Regions from separate parts of the Mus musculus genome. Here region 1 is linked to region 2. A link is a contact called in public Micro-C data. All regions are on one chromosome and are shown on one strand. The core of a region is the stretch at or near the end of the contact, and the rest is flanking DNA. Distances in the headings are between cores, read along the strand shown.

Region 1 (3,651 bases), core at 66-2,565, 530 kb after region 2:
ACCTGCTATGATACTTCAGGCTCAGGGCTCAGCTATTTGTTCTGCTGTAAAGACTAGAATTTGCTAGGCAGCTTCTGCATCCGCGTATCTGCTTGACCCACTCTCATCTGGAACCTGTGAGAGGAGAAGTACAAGAAGACAACAGAGTGGAACAGAAAAGAAACTCAGCTTCCTTCTGCTCAGCCAAGGCAGTCAAACCCCAACCCTTTAAGGGCACCAATTCCTCCGTCTGGAGCACAGCGGGAGTCCCGGCTGACACCTGTCTGTTTGTTAACAAAGCCCCTCAGCTTGAGCACACTTGGCCTGCCTTCCACCTTGTTTTGTCTGCTCTGGGGTTGGGGAAGGCAAGGTGTTTTGTTGTGACTTGAAATGCAGCACAATTCTAGGGGCTGCTTGGTAGTCCTTTGGGTTTTGGTTGTTATTGGTCTTTCTTTGCTTTGCTTTTCCCCTTTCCTTTCTCTTTAATTTTGGCAAGGCAACTGTGCTGACATACTATTCTGCATCCAAGAACTTGCTCTCAAAGCGTTGGGTCTGAGTCCAAACCTTAATCACGCGGAGGAAATCTTACAACAGTGGAAAATAACATCTCTTGATGTGTAGGTTAGGAGGCTTGTGGCTACTGAAATGCTACAAACACACAGATTCCTGATCCCACTTATTTGCTCTCCCAGTGATTTTGCAAGATGGACATCATAACATGTAAGTTTCAGAAATTGCTTGAAGATGAAACAAGACAAAGTAGAAAAAAAGCGCTGCCATGTGAACTATAAAAGCGGGGGCGGAGGGGGGATGGGGGTCAAGAGATGGGTCATTGGAGCTGCTCCTTAGTTTTTGCTCTTTCTCTGTACTCGTTCTATGAAGCCTTGGATAAGCAAACACACATCTTGAGTAATGAACTTGAATGACAGGTCCCCAGGAACACACTGGGAGACAAGCCGCACTGGGCATGCTCAGATTCTTCAGTTCCCACTAAGACCAGCTGCAGGTGAAAATGGAATGAGTAGGAACAAGGTCTTTTCTTTTTGTTCCCAAATCTCACTTACCTCGCACAGATACTCTGAGGGTCAGTCGTGGGCGTAGAGGCCTAAGTCTTTGCTTTGCGCGCAAACATTCCTTGCCCCCGCCCCGCTAACCGCAGGGTTCAGGGGGGAAAAAACGATCCCCACCCCTTCCACGCCCCTGCCCCACCTCTTGTCCCCCTTTCAAGCCCCCTCTACTTTGCCGAGGGGGAGGGGGGTGGCTTTTCCCTAAGAGTACAGATAAATAGTCCTGTCAAAAGGCTCAGCTCGCGGCTGTACTTTTGGATCCGGAGTCAAGTTCAGCAGAGCCCTGGGCTACAGGGTCAGCAGCAGATCGCGCCCACTCCAGGCGCCCAGCTCACAGGGGAGCCTCAGTGCGGAGGCAAGCCCTGGTCTCTGGTCCTCCCCTGGGCTCTCCCACACCCCATCCTCTGTCAGAGAGAAGAAGCCAGAGAAAGCGAGACTGGCCGGGGAGGAGAAAGGCGCGCGCGCGTGGGCGCCGGGGAATAGGCGATGTCCACCGGCTCGGTGAGTGACCCCGAAGACTCGGAGATGAGGGGGCTGCAGAGGGTCTACCCGGCCCCGGCCTCCAAGAGGCCGCCCCTGCTCCGCATGGAGCGCGGTTACGGCTCGCCCAGCGACATTTCTTCTGCGGAAGAGGAGGACGGTGAAGAGGAGCCCGGCTCCCTGGGAGCCGCGGGAGGATGCAAGAGGAAGCGGCTCCGTGGGGCTGACGCTGGCGGCGCAGGTGGCCGCGCAGGCGGTGCGGGGAAGAAGCCGCTCCCGCCTAAGGGCTCGGCCGCAGAGTGCAAGCAGTCGCAGCGGAATGCGGCCAACGCCCGCGAACGCGCCCGGATGCGCGTGCTGAGCAAAGCCTTCTCCAGACTGAAGACCAGCCTGCCCTGGGTGCCGCCCGACACCAAGCTTTCCAAACTGGACACGCTGCGCCTGGCTTCCAGCTACATCGCGCACCTGCGCCAGCTGCTGCAGGAGGACCGCTACGAGGACAGCTATGTGCACCCTGTGAACCTGGTAGGGATGCTGCGCTCGAGGCCGGGGGACAGCAGCCCAGAGCGCTACCCGGGCCCAGGGCTGGCTCGGCCCCAGACGAAGAGCCAAGAGGGGAGGTTTCTGGAACCAGTGGTAAGGAATCTGGTTCAGTGACCTCCGAATCAAGGCAAGAGGAGCCAGCCATTTGCTGGGAGAAAATCATCCAGCCATCTGAAAATGTCCTGGTCCTTTGCCTGGCGACTGCTATCTGTTAACACCCTACTTCTGGGATAAAGTGTGGCTTCCCACTTGGGAGTATTTCTAAGTTTTTAGGCCAAGTTGGAAAAACAAAACAAACCAACCAACCAAACAAACAAAAACTCAGTTGCCCAACTTTTTCCAGACAACAACCTAGCAGGGTTGAATCGCCAGTGCTGCTTTCTTTAAAGGGGGAAGGGGGAGATTGGGAGAACCTAACTTTTTTAAATAAACGTTTGAGTGGTTTAAACAAAAGAAAACACTAATGCAACATAGTTTTCCTGGACGCGACTGTCCGGAAAGTCCCTGTCTAACCTGCCAGCTCCATGAGCTTGGGAAAGATCTCATCCAAACCTATTTAAAAAGGAATGCAGCGTGTGTGTGTGTGTGTGTGTGTGTGTGTGTGTGTGTGTGTGTGTGAGGGAGGGGGACATTAAATCACAGAATTCTAAACTCTCGCCCTTTTCACAGAAAAATCATGTGGGCAACCCATGAGGAAAGCATGAAGGTACGCTGTCGCTCTCAAATAATCAGTAACCAGTAGGATTAAAAATCTAATCAAAGGACAAGACACACACATTTCCAGAACGCTAATAAAAGCGAGGGACCGCCGGGATTCCCTTGGGAAAGTGGTTTCATTTTGTGATCGTTTCTCCTCCGTAACTGATGCTCATTTCAATTTTTTCAGACGTGGCCATTCGTGGTCTCTGGACGCCCAGACTCTGACAGCAAAGACGTTTCTGCAGCCAACAGGCTTTGTGGAACTTCCGCTTAGAGGGACAGGGCAGTTAGATGGATTGTGGTAAACGCAAAGGACTGGGCCAAGGAAGTCCCACTGGATTCTGGACCTTCTCCTTTCCCTGGGCCTGTGAACAAGACAGGAGACAAGTGTGGTTTGCCCTCCTGGAGCGCAGGTGGCCATGGGTGCCCCAAATCAGTGCAAACTTCTGTAACCAAAGAAAGCCCAGTTTCAGGGGAAGAATACGTGGACCAGGTAAAAACCTAGGGCTTTAGCTCTGATCACAACCCCCTGCCTGCTATCTGAGTCCAGTGCAGAAACGGGTTGGTTTTGAAGCTAATCTTGATTGCCTTGTGGTTGATGGCAAGGTCCTGCACAGCCAGGTCCTTCTGTGACCGTGGATGAGAGCTGTTTCCCAGCACTAGAAAGAAGGCCGGCATTAGAGCTCTTCGGGGGCCTGTCACTAAGGGCAGTGTTGCTACAGACAGTGGCATACTCTTCCTGGGCAGGACATGTTGAGGTGGAGACATTAACTCCAGGTGCTGGTTTTGCTCGAAATCTCTGCAGACTGGGGTTCATTTCCTGAGTTCCCTCCTCTGTTTAATCAGTGTTGGGTCTCCATTCAGTGAGTGCAGCTTGTTTATG
Region 2 (3,360 bases), core at 735-3,234:
TCTATACTGGATGATCGGTATTCTCAGGGAGTCTTCATGGCTACATAAGTAAGCCCCACACTGGAAAAAAAAAATAGCACTGGAAGCAGCCAAACTGAAACATGTACACTTCCATGCACAGTGTAAGGGCCAAACTACCGAACGTTCTGATTAGATTAAGCACAAGAACTCTCTAGTGCAGATTTCTAAATGTTTTACTCACATATTAAAGGATAAGTGTGAGACAAGTTTTTTTATTTATTGATGTACCCTGCGCAAGTACCCAATGGGTGAAATAGATAAGACTTTATGATATGAACAATTTTAACATATTACTCTCTTTTCGAATTCTTTCCCAGGAGTCACTGACAGGAAAGACTTCAGACATTTGACCAAAATTGATTATTTGCTAATTCTACGAAATGTGCTATCACTAGTGAGTAATCCAAAGGTATCTATCCTACACAATGCTAGACATTTGAAAATAATAACAGTAAAATGTTTACTTTTTTTAAAGTTGGGATTGAAAAAAGAGTCAGATTGTCAGCAAACCCCCAACCAATCAATAAGAAAAAATTAGAAACGTGAAATGTCATTTAAAATATTGACATTAGTGTGTGACTTGATTGGATGGAGTGTTGAACCTACATGCAATCACCCCGATGCCTACCTGTGCATATATTGTGCAAAATATCCTAGTATTAGTCTTATCTATGTTATTCTTTACTGTCAAAACACTTGTGGGGTCATAAACGTCGCATAAATGGCATGTTTATGCACATTGCACATTGGTTCTTTTTATGAATGGATGAAAACAAATGCTCCTTATCTGAGGTAATAGATGGCAAGGTACTATCATGAAAAGGTTCATTAAGTCTTGGCAACAAAAGATGAGGCAGATGGTGGTGTCTTTCAGTGCCACTCAGGGCAACTGTATCCCCAGGTCTCCTTGACATATTGTATTGGAAAAAGCCTTGGAGTGCTTTCCTTAAAGACCTGTTCTAGCTCCTTCCGAGGAACCAAGACTGCTCACCACTGAGGAATAAAATGCATGTATGTCTCTGTATTCTGGGGACTGTGCATACACAACAGATATCATACTCCCTAAGTCTAGTCCGACAAGTGTGTGCATGCAAGTGTGGCATTTACCATCAAGCGATCAGGAAGAGAAGGCAACCGGGGTTCCTTTCTTACATACAACAGTTTCATCTTTTTGATCAAGTTAGGCTTTTAAGGGGCTTATACTTGTGTGTCTCCCCCACCAGGAAGAAGCATTTCGTTAATAATCTGTCAGGGCTAACAACCCAGCCAGCTTTGTTTGTAAGTCCACTGGGCGCCATATGGCAGTTTCCAGTTCCTTTAGCAACTCAAGTCTCACTAGACTGCCACAGTGAAGCATCTCTAAAGAAGAGCTCTTGGGGAGCTGCAATGCCCAGGTCACTTACCTAGCTCCCACGGACCCAGCTCTGCTCAGCCAGCAGCTCTGGCTCCTGTGCCACAGGGGGCTGTGGGATTCCCTGCTCCCTCAGAGGACTCCTCTCTTGCAAAGGTCCCTTTTGCCAATGATGTGTCGTTGGAAATCCCCCTCCCCTCCACAGAGAGGAGGGTCTGCCCGGCTGGCTGGAGCTCCAGGCAGCTTTCCTTCCTTCTTTACATATCTCACTCCGGTTCGCAGTCTCTAGTAAAAGGGCTCACAGAAGCCGCATTGGTAAGAAGCGAAGGCATCCTTTAAAAAGAACAATAATCTTCCTCGATCGTCACCCGCCTTTCCCCGCGTGGAGCCCCCATCCCCCTGTCGCCGCCGCCGCCGCCCAGACCAGAGAGGGCTGGAGTGAAGGGGGAAAAAAAATCAAGAGGTTCTCTGCGCGCCGCACCAGCCCTGGACTTGGCGCTGGATCCCGCTGCCGGAGGAGCGGCTGTGGCCAGCGGGGGCGGCGGGTGCTCAGGGGCACTCGGTGGAGCTCGGTGGGTGTGTGTCTGTGCAGCAGCGACGCTGGCTCCGCGCGAAAAACCAGGCGGGGCGCTCCGGGCGCGGGTCCCCCGCCCCGTAGCTCTCCGGCCAGGCGCGCACACACGCCCGCGGCCACCCAGCCTCGCGCTCCGCCTTCCGCGCTCCGCGCACCCGCGGGCAGAGCGGCCGCCAGCGCCTCTCTCTGTTTCTCCTCCTCCAGCGACTCCCAGGCAATCGCAGCTCCCGGGGGTGGGTGGCGGGGATGCACCGCTGGCCCGGCACCTCCTGGGAAACGCCAGGCTCGGCCTCCCGGCGCCTGAGCTCGGCAGGAGACAGCGCCCCCGGTGCCCAGGGTGCGGCCCGGGCGCGGACGGTCGGGCGCCGCCCACACCTCGCCCGATCCTCCCTAGGCTCCTGCGGCCGCCTGGGTCCGGGCTCCACACCCACCTGTCTCTCTTGGTGGCTTGCACACGGACACACTAGGCAAGGGGTCCACAGCCCGGCGGCCACCCCACACACGCGGCCGGGGAAGCCCTGGTAAGCCCGTCGAGATGCTCCCGCAGCTTCATGGATTTCCTGGCCTTTCTCTTCCATCTGCTGTGCTCTCCTGCTGCCAGACCCCTAAGCGACCAGAACCAGTGCTCCTTGTTCCACCATGGGGAACTGGGACAAGGACATATGGCTCCTGAGGATGGGCCACGGAGTATTTTCCCACAAAAGAAGTTTCTCGGATAAAAAGGAGCCCAGGTGGAATCTGACTTCACTTCTGTATCCTCCAGCTCTATTCAGGACCATATCCAGGAGTCACTGGCCTTTCTGTGTCTGAGGCTAAAGCTGGGTAGGACTCTTTAGACACTCTGATTCTTGTTTCCCACAGGGGTGCTATGACCCCCCCAGAGTCCACCAGAGACCTGGGAGGTGAGAGATTCCCAGGACTCAAAGATGAAATGCCCCCCAGTAGAGAGAAGGAACTTATAGAGTCCACCTCCAGCAGGAAGACAGGACTTCAAATGAGGGGGGTGCCATCCCACAGTCATATCTCTGACCCATAATTGTTCCTGTCTGAAAGAATTACAGGAATGGAAATGGAGAAGAGCCTGAGGAAAATAAGGTCCAGTGACAGGCCCAAAGTGGGATCCAGCTCAAGGGGAGGTCCCAAGGCCTGACACTATTACTGAGGCTATGGAGTGCTCACACAAAGGGATCTATCTATCATGACTGCCCTCCGAAAGACCAAACAAGCAGCTGAAAGAATCAGGTGCAGATATTTGCACCCAACCAATGTACAGAAGCAGCTGACCCCTGTTGTTGAATTAGGGAAGAGTGAAAGAAGCTGAGGAGAAAGGTGATCCTGTAGGAGAACCAGCAGTCTCAATCTGGACCCCTAAGATCTCTCAACCACTGGACCACCAAACAGACAGCATACACCC

What was found. Hi-C and Micro-C count contacts between places; a contact is called where the count stands out from the background.
Region 1: a Micro-C map of embryonic stem cells shows a contact between it and region 2, with 2.9 times the contacts expected there. The contact joins the promoter of Msc here to the promoter of Kcnb2 in region 2. A contact is called at or near these places in 1 of 39 promoter capture datasets (the C10 cell line), 5 of 484 Hi-C or Micro-C datasets (cerebral cortex, cortical neurons and embryonic stem cells) and 1 of 115 datasets of contacts at active chromatin or transcription factors (embryonic stem cells).

Annotation. Positions count from the first base shown.
Region 1 is chr1:14,753,630-14,757,280 of GRCm38.p6, reverse strand. Msc (musculin) reads left to right here and starts at 1,315. Exons shown (of 2, transcript NM_010827.2): 1 at 1,315-2,051; 2 at 2,956-3,651. The coding sequence starts at 1,533. The coding sequence ends at 3,042. Gm9947 (a long non-coding RNA gene) reads right to left here and starts at 1,294. Exons shown (of 4, transcript XR_003947744.1): 1 at 1,044-1,294.
Region 2 is chr1:15,285,549-15,288,908 of GRCm38.p6, reverse strand. It overlaps Kcnb2 (potassium voltage gated channel, Shab-related subfamily, member 2), which reads right to left and starts at 1,984. Exons shown (of 3, transcript NM_001098528.3): 1 at 1,425-1,984.